4 separate regions of the Mus musculus genome follow, and all the other regions are linked to region 2. Evidence: chromatin contacts called from public HiChIP or PLAC-seq data. All regions are on one chromosome and are shown on one strand. The core of a region is the stretch at or near the end of the contact, and the rest is flanking DNA. Distances in the headings are between cores, read along the strand shown. Region 1 holds the start of Ppil4 (peptidylprolyl isomerase (cyclophilin)-like 4). Region 2 holds the start of Ulbp1 (UL16 binding protein 1). Region 3 holds the start of Zc3h12d (zinc finger CCCH type containing 12D). Region 4 holds the start of Tab2 (TGF-beta activated kinase 1/MAP3K7 binding protein 2).

Evidence for each region. HiChIP or PLAC-seq counts read pairs in DNA pulled down with a chosen protein or histone mark.
Region 1: a contact with region 2 is called in an H3K4me3 HiChIP or PLAC-seq map of the 230-238 cell line, with 21 read pairs. The contact joins the promoter of Ppil4 here to the promoter of Ulbp1 in region 2. A contact is called at or near these places in 9 of 39 promoter capture datasets (the 3T3-L1 cell line, 3T3-L1-derived adipocytes, the C10 cell line and 6 more), 1 of 484 Hi-C or Micro-C datasets (LSK cells), 13 of 115 datasets of contacts at active chromatin or transcription factors (the 230-238 cell line, bone marrow-derived macrophages, effector CD8 T cells and 4 more) and 2 of 9 other capture datasets (adipose tissue and liver).
Region 3: a contact with region 2 is called in an H3K4me3 HiChIP or PLAC-seq map of the 230-238 cell line, with 10 read pairs. The contact joins the promoter of Zc3h12d here to the promoter of Ulbp1 in region 2. A contact is called at or near these places in 4 of 39 promoter capture datasets (embryonic stem cells, hippocampal neurons, pre-B cells and 1 more) and 3 of 115 datasets of contacts at active chromatin or transcription factors (the 230-238 cell line, CD8 T cells and memory CD8 T cells).
Region 4: a contact with region 2 is called in an H3K27ac HiChIP or PLAC-seq map of microglia, with 5 times the contacts expected there. The contact joins the promoter of Tab2 here to the promoter of Ulbp1 in region 2. A contact is called at or near these places in 1 of 39 promoter capture datasets (embryonic stem cells) and 5 of 115 datasets of contacts at active chromatin or transcription factors (the 230-238 cell line, embryonic stem cells, memory CD8 T cells and 1 more).

The regions. Positions count from the first base shown.
Region 1 is chr10:7,790,984-7,794,151 of GRCm38.p6, reverse strand. Ppil4 (peptidylprolyl isomerase (cyclophilin)-like 4) reads right to left here and starts at 1,258. Exons shown (of 13, transcript NM_026141.3): 1 at 1,132-1,258. The coding sequence starts at 1,201.
Region 2 is chr10:7,472,002-7,474,886 of GRCm38.p6, reverse strand. It overlaps Ulbp1 (UL16 binding protein 1), which reads left to right and starts at 1,410. Exons shown (of 6, transcript NM_029975.2): 1 at 1,410-1,633. The coding sequence starts at 1,546.
Region 3 is chr10:7,830,955-7,833,749 of GRCm38.p6, reverse strand. Zc3h12d (zinc finger CCCH type containing 12D) reads right to left here and starts at 1,280. Exons shown (of 6, transcript NM_172785.3): 1 at 1,188-1,280.
Region 4 is chr10:7,954,550-7,957,479 of GRCm38.p6, reverse strand. Tab2 (TGF-beta activated kinase 1/MAP3K7 binding protein 2) reads left to right here and starts at 1,357. Exons shown (of 7, transcript NM_138667.3): 1 at 1,357-1,679.

The sequences.
Region 1 (3,168 bases), core at 9-2,508, 320 kb before region 2:
TTACACTGAAGAGCTCATGCTTTAGTTGAGCTCTTCATATATATATATATATATATATATATATACACACATACACACACACATACACATACATATATATATATATACATACACACATACATACATATATACACATATATATTCATGGATATATATACATATATATAGTCAGGAAATGAAGTTCTCAGAAGGATAGGGAGTGGAGAGGAGTGTGGGCATTGGCAACAGTAAGAATATAGAAGGCTGCAACAGAAAGTGTAGGGTTTGTGAGGGAGGGGAGGAACAGTTGAGCATGGGAGAAGGTGTGCAGGCAGGAGGCACTCCCTGTGTGCAGTGCTGCAGCACACCTTCTTTCATTCTGTGGTAATCTCTGCATTCCACGGGAGAAGGACAATGATTGTAGCTAATCTCTCCCAGTTTCCCGATTCTCCCAAAGGATACATTCTCCACACAGCAGCCTAGTGTCTCTCCAAGGCAAGTGTGCCATGCTATAATCCTGCTCCTGAAGTGTTCAAACCAACAACATGGCAAAGAGGACTTACTAAGGACCTGGCCTACCAGTATTTGGCCTGACTGGAAGTCAGTGGCATCTATTTCATTTCACATACCAATTCGTTCCAGAATGCCAGATTTCTTTCTATTACCAGAAAAACTCCAAAGAAACTGCTAAGTACACCTTATCTAACACTCATCTTCGAAAAGGCTAGGTTTCTTATGTGGCTTCTTCCCACCTCTCTGTTTTGCATAGCAAAGTGCACATCCATCTGTTAGGACTCGAAGTTAAAACTGGAGCTCGCTTCGTCCTCCCTCAATGGACATTCAGACGCCTGAACTCTAGCTGATCCCTGGCGCCTTGCAGACCAGCCAACTTCCTACCTGCTTTCATCATGACAAATGATGTCAAGTCAAACCGTATTTAACCCTTTCTTTACCTTTCACGAGTAAAGAAAGCATAGCCACGAAAGCTACACCTCACCCAGACCCACAAGCCACAGTTCTACACACCACACACACACACACACAAAACCAAGGCCTGCTATGAAACTGAGCTCGAGCCAGAAACAGCGAAGAAAAGGGAACTTTGGCAGCGGGCTCACGGCCCCGCCAGGTCGCGAAGGCCTCCAGTCTCACCCCGGGGACGCTCTTCAGTGTACAAGTCGATGACCACGTCGCCCAGAGTGGTCTCCAAGAGAACCGCCATGGCGCCGGCTCCTCCGCAGGAACAAACACCCCGGCAATGACAGGCGCATGCGCAACCAGCGCGCGCCTACGTCTTACGTCACGACGTGTGCGACGGCTTCTGGCGTCAGCCGCGGGCGCCGTCGCCCACCTCGGAGGCGCGATTTCCCGCGGCCTAATGGCCGGCTCGTTCGGCCCGGCAGCTGTTATCTGGTGCCCGCTGTCTTCTGGCTGTGGAGGCTGTTTGAGGACTCTCTTCCGCCCTTGGTGACCCATATAAAGACCTGTATCTCAAGAGGGCCATTCCGTAGGAATAGCGGAGGCATCCGAGAGCTGAGAAACCTCCAAGCCGGCGGCACATCCTCCCCTTGCCTTTGGAAGAGGTTGCCCTGGGGTTTCCATAGTCTCTCCATCAAAATCGCCAAGCCCGAGGCATCAGTTGCTCGGTGAAAGCTGTAAGAAAAGGTGACTAACAAGCTTTGGTTTGGGGTTTTTCTTGTTGTTGTAGATTTTGATCATACTAGTGTGTGTAGATCAGGACTGGACATGGCTTAACAGCACAGAGGTTTTGTGCAACAAATTAGAATACAAAGGCTTCAGTCTTACATTGGAGATATGTAATAAAAACTACCGGTTTTTTTATGCTGATAACATATTTCCATGTTTTAGTACACTCTTTACTTTTTTAAAATATTTTTTAAGATTTATTTATTTATTATATGTAAGCATACTGTAGCTGTCTTCAGACACTCCAGAAGAGGGAGTCAGATCTCATTACGGACGGTTGTGAGCCACCATGTGGTTGCTGGGGTTTGAACTCAGGACCTTCAGAAGAGCAGTCAGTGCTCTTAACCAGTTAGCCATCTCTCCAGCCCGGTATACTCTTTTCTAATCAAGCAGATTATTCCCTTTTATGTCATTTTAATGTGTACTTGTGAAAATCAGAGATATGACAGATCATAGGCATATCCAGGAAGATGAGGAGAAAGGACTTTTTAAAAGTAAACATTTTTTTTTTTAAGAAAAATAGTATTTGAAGCAATTTCATGGCTAGAAGTGTTCACCACGCATGTGTTATTCCGTATATTCCAAGGAATTTAGGAAACAGAAGATGGTAAAGAAACATGAATTTATTTATAGTCTGGTCCCATTTAGAAGGGTGTAATCAAAAACCCTGCACCTGTTACCGTCTTCTAGTTTAGAAAATCATTGGATATGGGCTAGAACACATGGAGATGATATAGCTGTGCAGGAGTTGATAAGTCACTGGACTGATTTGTTCAATCAATGAATGGCTTCATTGGTAAGCAATGAAGCCATTGTGAATACATCTCTCTTCTCTGCCTCTCACTATTATTTATCTCTTGCATTGGTATAGTTTGGATGGATGACTAAGCCTTTCTGGTTTGAATTGGAAGAAAACAAGATTTGTCCTCAAAGAAATTCAATAGCAGTACAGCATTTGCCTTGCATGTGTCAGTCCCTTGTTTCAAACTCTGGTACCAGAGTTTAGATCTGGTTTTGATAAATAAATAAATAAATAAATAAACAACAAAATAAAAATTTCAACTCCATAGGTATTTAAAAGAAAAATGAAAGCCTGTGTCCATGTTCTTTACTTTGATTGACAGTACTGAGATGTTAATGTCCTTAACGTTTTCTAAAATCATAGTAGACTCTTGGAACAGCAGAGCTTTTCAGGAGAGATACCCTTCAATGAGGGCAAATATACCAGCCAAGCCAAGGAGGTCGGACAGGAGTGATCATGTTGTGAGAAGAAGACTGCATTTGAACTCAGGCTGAGAAAATGGCTCAGTGACTAAAACCACTTCCACCTCAAGGCCTACAGCCTAAGTGTGGACCAGGAACCCACATGTTACCACAGAACCAGCGCCAAATGCTACCCTCTGACCGCCACATGCACACCATATCCATGCATGCTCACACAGTTTTTACAGATTTGGGGGGATTGTGGAGAGAAGCATTTGT
Region 2 (2,885 bases), core at 161-2,660:
GGAATGAAAGGAAATAAAACTGTAATTCATGTAATGTATGTTAAATAGCCCAAAGAGTTGTTTCTGAGCTTTGAAACCTGGGGCTGAGAACATAGCAGAACAGACCAGGACATGCCCGGGCAAGCCCATCGCCTCCCTAGCTCCCACCCCTCTGACCTAAGTTAAATGTTACAGGCTGCTGATGTTTAAATGGACCAATCATGTGAAACCGCGCCAATTCCTCCCCCAGCCCCACTCCTTTTCTATAAAAACCCCTAGCTTCCAAGCCTCGTGGTCGAATCCACTGTCTCCTGTTATGTGAGATACGTTTCGACCCGGAGCTCCGCCATTAAAAAACCTCTTGTTGTTACATCAAGGTGTTGTGTTCTATTCGTGATTCTTGGGTGCACGCCGAATCGGGAGCTGAGTGGGGGTTTCCCCACCGGGGTTTCCCCACTGAGTTCTTTCACTTTCATTTTGAAACTCCAGCCTTAAACTCGAGAGGACTTACATTTCATCTTCCATAGACCCAGGAAGAACTCCAGAAATGTTGATTTGTGCCTATAATCCTGGACACAGGAACATCCACAGATTTTGAAAGCTGGCCAGTCTATTAGAATCCCGGAGCTCCTAACTTTAGAGATCTTGACTGAACAAAGTAGGTGCAACTAAAGACCTGTGGACACTCAAAGCTGACCTCTGGGCTCAAAACGCAAGAACATTGGGGTGGCAAAGCATAGCTTGCAGACTAGACAGAAACAACTGTGATTTCCAGTGTGGGGCATAAGTTCTTAGGCTTTTAAAAACATTTTTAAGACGTGCAGATGGGAAGAGAGAGGAAGTGGGGGTGGGGAGATGGGTAGCTACAGCCAGAGAGGTGCTGGAAGGATCCCTAGTAGGCAGCAGGAAGCTGGAGGCATCAGAGGTGTTGGGGTGTATGTGTGTTGGGGGCTCCACAAAAGCATGCGTATCTAAGCCACAGCCAGGGTTACTATCAGTCTGCTTACAGCTTCCTGTGCCCACATTCTTTGGTTTCTGTCCAGGGTTGCAGCTGGGGATTACTCAGCTTCTGATGACCTTGCCCCTGAGGAATCTGCAGACAATGAATTTAGAAGCCTGGAGCTCCTGCTTGCTCTGTAGATCACCCTACCCAGCCTGCGCAGTGCACTCCCTTGCCCTGCCACCCCACCCTCCCACTCGTCACTCACCCCACCCACCTGTCAGCCTGCCAGCCAATCAGTTCCTGGCACTTCTTCCCGCTCTTTTTCCACTTCCTGCACTTCGAGTCCTTCTTAGTTCCCCGCGCAGCTGCGTTCCTTCCTGCCCCACCCCGCAAAGCACTGGAGACAGACTGCAGGGGCTGCGGAGCTGCTCTGAAAGGATCTGGAGAAAGGGGCACTAGAAGTTGCTTTTGACAAGATCGGGAGGAGGAATTGCCTTGATCCCCCAGCCAAGGTTCAAAAACTTTCTGTGGTCAGGACCATTATCAGGAAGTGATCAAGATCGTCCCTCCCTTTCAGACAGTTAAAATCGTGCCTTTGGCCGCCAGAGTCTAGAGAAGCAGCTATGGAGCTGACTGCCAGTAACAAGGTCCTTTCCTGCTGCTTGTCCCTGCTGTGCCTGCTGTCTGTCTGTCTGTGTCCAAGGATAGAAGGTGAGTTCCTGAGATTCTAGGGGGCAGAAGGGTGATGGGAGTGGGAAGGAGCAGGGAACACAGGTTAAAGGCTACCCTGTGAATTTCCAAATCCTGGGTGGGGGTTGTGGTGGGGGAGCACAGCTGTCTCTGTCTTGAGCTAGTCAGTGACTTCCTGGGACCTGAACCTAAGAGGAATCCCAGGGACACAGTGTGGAGAACAGGACCTCCTCAGCCCAGAGACTCTTTTGAAAATACTCTAGGTCCCAAGTTCTTTGGAGTCCTCTCCCCACCCCTCCCCTCTTTACCAAACCTGCCTCTCTCTTCAGGAGTTCTCTGGTCCTTTTGCTTCTGAACTACTGCTTAATCAGATTATAGCACAGGCAACCAACAGCCGCTCCACACATTCGCACCCCTCCCCCCAAAGTCTGGGACTTTTGCTGAAAGAGTTCACTCTGTAGCCCAGGCTAGCCTTGAACTAGAATTTTGTGGCCAAATATAAAAATTAACGGCCTGTGCCACCACACCAAGATTTACAACCACTTGGTGTATGCTGAACCCACCCAGCTCATCTCCCTTCCCTGTCCTGACTCACTATTCCACCCAGAAAAGGACTTTAATCCTTTCCTTCCTTCAAGGGGTGACAACAGGGTTAAGTGGTCCTTAGTTGGGCATATGGACACTTCTGCCACTGCACCTGGGCCTGTCTAGAATCCTTCCCCTGGAGGCAGATCAGATAGTGGGGCTCATTTAGACAGAAGTCTGTTTTTCTGTAAAACAGGAATAATTTCAGATTGGGAAGTATATTATCTGTGCCTCTGCATCAGATACTCAGTTGATGACTAGTAGGTCAGATTTTCTTTTTCTTCTTTCTTTTCTTTTCTCCTCTTTTCTTTCCTTTTTTCTTTTCTTTTTTCTCTCTTTTTCTCTCTCTTTCTTTCTCTTCCTTCCTTCCTTCCTTTCTTTCCTTTTAAAAATTATTTTAGTTTTCCAAAGATGAAAATATATTTTAGTTTCAAAAGAATATGATGATCATGGCCTTCATTTGCCAAACACTTATTAGGCACTAAAGAATTCATGTCTCATTGCTCCACTTAATTTATATAACAATCTTCAAAATTGTATACTATCTTTTTTTAAACTTTATTTAATCTTTATTTACAGTCAGGATTTCATCCCCCTCCAGGTCTACCTTCTGACTGTTCCAGATCCCACACCTTCCCCAGCCCCCACCCCTGCCACACCCTGTCCCTGTTTTCTTTCTCCTCCTGGA
Region 3 (2,795 bases), core at 31-2,530, 360 kb before region 2:
TTCTGCCTTTTTAAAAGAGAATTTGTAATTTAAAAACTTATTGCAGAGGGCTAGGCCTGTATCTTAGTAGCAGGGTGCTTGCCTGGCTTGCACAAGGCCCCATTTTAACCATCTCTAAGCTCACCTGTATGGGTGAGTAGTCTACACTTTGCTCACCCATCTCCAGAACTCTCCATCCCTTGAAATCCATCCTCCTGAGCCCCCAAGCCCTGCCCTGCCCTAGCTAGTAGCCATCTTTCTGCTGTGTCCAGGAATCTGGCCCACAGGAGTGGGATCGCACAACATGTATCCTCTGACACTATTCATTCTACTTAGCTCAACAACCTCAAGCTCCTACCGTGTTGTGTCCAAATTTCCCTTTTGTTTGAGGCAGAATCACAACCCATGTGGATTATGAATCATAATCCATATGTGTGTGTGTTCACTCACAGGGGCTACTTTGGCTGCTTCTGTCTCTTGGCTACTGTCACTCAAACTGTTATGAACATGTTCTGGCCTGGACTTTTGTTTTCTCCTCAGACTTACTCCCTGCCACCCCCATCCTTCTCTGCTGCTATAGGTAACTTACAGGCATGCTTGAAGCATTTAGAGCCATGGGCCATAGACCTATCCTTAGGCCAGGTCCATATTAGCATCATCAGGCCTGGGAGAAAACTCCCTAATCTTGGGTGACAAAGCTTGGGTTTCTAGTTCTGCAAAGAATTAGCCATATCAGGCTAAGACCAATCAATCTCTTCATCAGTCTTGAGGCTGCTGCCAAAACTCCTGATCTCTCTCCAGCCAGGAAAGTAGACCCCGCCGAGCCACTGTCTAGACTGGTAGACACTTTAGTGAGCCTGGAAAGAATAAAGCAATGTCCACTCCTGAACGCCACAGCATTCAACGTTGCTACGAAGCCCGCAGATGGGAGGTTTACTTCAATTGGCTGGATTAACCCCCGTCCTCCCCCGTCACACAGAATGATCCTTGATAAAACTGAGCAGACCCTGCATCTAAAGGCAGTTAATGATGCTTACCGTATTTCCGTAATTTGAACACCTAACAGAACGTCTCAGGTGTGAGAAGCCAGGGTGTTGAGGGCAGTCCTGGCTCACACACCTGTCTCTAACATGCCCTTCTCCCATGCCCTTGACTGAAGTCTGTACTGTGCCTGCCACGTTAATTGATAGCAGGGCACAAGCACTCACCAGCAGGGTGTGTCCCTCGGGCTCTCACAGCAGACTTGGCCCAGCTGCCTGAGCCTTCCCAGTGCCCCTCTCTTTTCAGCTAGGGAGTGCTCTGCTCAGTCCCTCAGGAGTTGCTGGAGTCAGAGGAGGGCCAGCGCCCAGGCCACACCCCTGCTAGAAGCTGATCCAAGCCTGCGCTCCACTTCCTGCGCAAGGCACGTTCAGCTGCAAAAGGTACTTACACTTTGTGTTAAAGAGAAAAGGAAGAAGGCAGTGAGAGGTAGGAAGTTCACGCCTCCGCCCCAGTCAAAGCAAAGTACAGCAACCGTGCAAAACAAACGCGCCTCCTCCCGGGACAGCCAGGAGTCCAAGAGGGCAAAAGCACCGCGAATGGAATCGGAGGGTGAGAAGAGCTGCTAAGTTCCCACTCCTGGTGGCTGGGAAGCCCATCTGCTTGAAGATGCTCTAGGGGAAGTCGATGCTCAGCTGAAGAAGACCATAGACTGTCAAAGGGAAGCGGGAAGGGCAAAGACCGCCTCAAGTTGTTCATGGAACTTGGGCTGAGAGGATTCTGCCCGTCACCCACAAAGCCAGGAGTCTCAAGAAGTAATGACCCCCTGTGGAAAAAGGGCTCAGCGGCTCTCTTTACTGCAGTCCTACATGGAGTGAGTGACAGCTTTCTCTAACTGAGGAGCTCACATCTGATCCCAGGCCTACACAATGCACCATTCAGCCGCTATACATAGAGCAAGTACAGAGAGCAGACTCAGAATTCTGTTTCCTGAATTTGGGGTCTTTCATAGCAATGCAAAAAAAAAAAAAAAAAAAAAAAAAAAAGGTATAGCAGCCCACCTCCCACCAGATAACACCCCTAACAAAGACTTCTTCAAGGATATAGCTAAGGAGTTAAGCTGAGTTTTGAACCCGGGACTTGGGTCTGAGGAAGCAAGAATGCCCTGGCTTTCTCCTGGGTGATGGAGATTAGAAATCAGGTCCTCCTGATTTCTAATCAGGAGGAAAAAGGGCTCGGCGGCTCTCTTTACTGCTTGCACAGCAAACACTCTTACCCACTGGGTCATTTATGTTTTTTGAAACACCGTCTTTGTATGTATTCTAGGCCATCCTTGAGCATGCTATACCTAGGCTAGCCTTGAACTCAGTCCTCCTACCTCGGCCTCCCAGTGCTGAGATTAAAGGTGTGAACTACCACACCTAGCCTTGAGAGCTTAGGTCTAAGACAACAGGTCTCAGAAGCTCTGGGAAGATTATTAAGATGGACCGGGGATATGGGATATAAAAATCTTGATTTATAGGCCATTGAGATGCCTTAGCAGGTAGAGGCACCCATGGCCGAGGCTGATAACCTGTGATACCTAGGACCTACATGTGGAAGAAGAGAACCCATTCCTGCAAGCTGTCCCTTGACCTTGACACACACTGTGGCAGAGTGCACATACACACACACACACACACGAAATCCTAAAATTATGAGTAGACAGTGCCTCGGGAGCCTCCTCCTCCATATATGCACATGCATTCACACACACAGATGCACACATATGAACAAAAATGATGGTGTCAGCTGGGCAGTGGTGGCACACATCTTTTGTCCTAGCACTCGGAAGGCAG
Region 4 (2,930 bases), core at 108-2,607, 480 kb before region 2:
TTTCAAAGTATATACTTTTACTTTCTTAATGTCAACCGAGAGAAAAATTTAAAAGTTCCAATGTTGTAAATCATTAGCACTCTGACTTCTGGCGGGCTAAAAGTTTTTAAGTAGAGCTAAACCCCAATATTTCAGGTACTTTGTAAAACTGAGTGTAAAAAGGAAGTGAAAGGGTTTTAAGTGTTTAAAAAAGGGGCTTTAAAAACAATAAGCAATAAGCACCTATGGAGCTTATACTGATAACAGAATAATAAAAATAGTCCTTCCGGATTTTTTTCGGTAGTATGAATTTCTTCAAGGAAGAAACTGGCAGCGATATGCACACTTTGGACAGGGTCAAGAAGAAGAAAAAAAAAGCCTTTTTTTTTTTTGCCATATGAAACCGCCAAGATTTTAAAATATTTTACATTGTGAGAAACATCTGAACGTTGACCACCACCACCCAACCCCACCCCACCCCGAGGGAAAACGAAGCACATCTTTAAGAAGATAGAAACCAGAAGTGTCCCCTCCCCCGCGTCTCCCCTCGAAGCTAAAGTGTCTTTGGCTCTGCTTCTAGGTCTTCTAGGAACGTGCAGTTACAATCGCAACGACTCGCTTGATTCTTTAGATCGTTCTCTCTGCGGGCCCCCACTGCTGATCAAGGAAAGTCCAGCGGCCGAGCCAAACTCCGCTCGGGTCCCGCGGCTTCCAGGACGCGTCCCGCACCGCCCGGTCTCCATCCGACCCGCCGTCCCTCCCGGGTCACCCGGTAGCTCGCGGCCTGGGCGCGGCCCGGCTCCAAGGGGGTGTGTCCGGCTCGCGGCCCCGCAGCCCCGCAGGCCCGGCGCTCGCCTCCGCCTCAGGCCCACCTGCCCCGCGGCCCGTCAGGGCCTGCAGGGTCCCGCCCGTCTCCCCGAGCTGGGCCGCCGGCTCGCACGGCTCGCCCTGCTCGCACAGCCCGCCACCCGCTTCCGGAGCCGCGAGGCCCTCGGCGGCGCGCGCACCGCTCGGCTCCTCTCTCTCTCCCTCCCTCCCTCCCCGTCCGAGCGTGAGGGACCCGCGTGCTCCTCCTCAGCCCGCGCCGGGACGCGTCCCCTCCGGCCACGGCGAGCCGGGAGTGGGGACGGCGGCTGGCGGAGGTGGGGCGTGGACAGAGCATCCCCGCCACCCGGCGGAGGGAGGCCTCGTCACGGCCGCCGCCTCAGATCTCGCGGTGTTTGCCGGCCGCCGCGCCGCCATATTGTGTGGCCGTATTTTGATGCGGACTGGGCTGGCGGAGCCGCGGCGCGAGCGGGCGAGCGAGCGAGAGCTGGGGGGGTGGGGGGAGGGCAGGCGAGCGGCAGGGGGGTGGGGGCGGAGGGAGGCAGGGCGGCCGTGCGAGCCGGAGCCGAGCAGCGGGCCGCGGCGACGCCGCCCCGGCCATCGCTTTGATCCGCGGCAGGCGCCGGCGGCGGGGCGCCCCAGGCCGACCCCCTCCCCTCCCCCTCAGCCGCGAGCGGCGGCGGCGGCCGGAGGGAGTTGGCGGCGGCCGGGCGGAGGGGGCCGAGCGGGGAGGGAGGGAGGGCTGAGGTGTCCCCCCTGCCGGGTGGAATCGGCGCTGGCGGCGGCCGCGGTGACGACGGGGGAGACGGCTGCCCAAGTGGGAGAGGCGGCGGCGGCGGACGAGGAGGAGGGGGAAGCCGCGGCGGCGGCGAAGGGTAAGCGGACGGCGCTGCGGGGCCTCGGCGGGATCCCTCCCCACCCCCCACCCCCCCCACCCCCAGCCCGGCTCCCCGCGCCTGCAGCGGCTCGGGGACCGGCTCTGCCTGGCGCGCGAAGCCCTAGCGGGGCGTCCGCGCCTTCCTCGCCTTCGTCCGCCGCTCCGCCCGGGTCCTGCCCGCGGTGGCGAGGCGCAGGGAGGCCCCCCAAGTCCTGCGGGGAGGGTGGGGGCGGGGAGCCTGGGGCCTGGCCTGGGCTCCGGGGCGTCGGGGGAGGGGGACCGGGCCTGCCCCGGAGCCCAGCGCCGGAGAGAGCCGGGGGTGGGGGTGCCTTGGCCCCCGGTCCGCCCCCAGGCCTGTGATCTGGAAGTGGGAGGGAGGGAACCAGACGCCTTTGGGGGAACCCAGGTCTGGATAACGATGACTTCGGGGCCCGCGAGTTAAGGGAGAGCCGGGGAAGTTAAGTGCAGGGTAAAGAGGAAGCACCTCTCTCGCTTTGCTTTCCGATTTTGCTTGTCTGCAGCCTTCTTCCAAATGGGCAGCACGCCCCGCTGTGAAGAGGTTGGGGCCCCCTTAGAGTCCACAGGACTACTCTGATTTTCTTGCCCCGAGATAGTGGTTGGAAGAGGAAGACTTAACAAGGGTCCCTGGGTGTTGCTGACAGGTGACAGGTGGATCTGTCTGTTGCTGATGCTGTAGAATCCTTGGCTCATAATTGTAGGCCGAAAGTGTCAGGGAGCGTGTGAGTTTGTATTTACGTGTTTGGCCAAGTTTCATTCCATATATAGTATATTTGAGATGCTAAGTTTCCATTCAAGTCAGCTTAATTGTTATGGAGGAATTCTTCAAATGTTTCTGATAAGAGGGGTTTTCAGGAGAGTGGTGGAGACTTGCAGCCTCCTGGAGCTTTTATTCGAGTCTCCGTGAAGTTCGGGTTCCCAAAAGCATTGCAGGCTGTTGGTAAATGGGCTTCTAGTCATTGGAAAGTTCTTGGACACAAATGCAGTATTCGAGGCAGCAGCCAGACACTCTAGCTTTGCATCCATTTTGTCAGTGCTGGGTAAGTTAGTAAAGTGCCAAATCGTAGGGTTAGGTTGATTGCCATTTTATAAAAGGAATGGCTTTGTGTCCTAGCTTACTCAAAGGAGATGTTGCTCATGAAGCAGCTTCAAATTTTGCTAGGAATTTCACTGGGTACAAAAGAGGGTTGTTTGTTTTTTGTTTTGGTTTTTTTTTTTTTTTTTTGGTTTT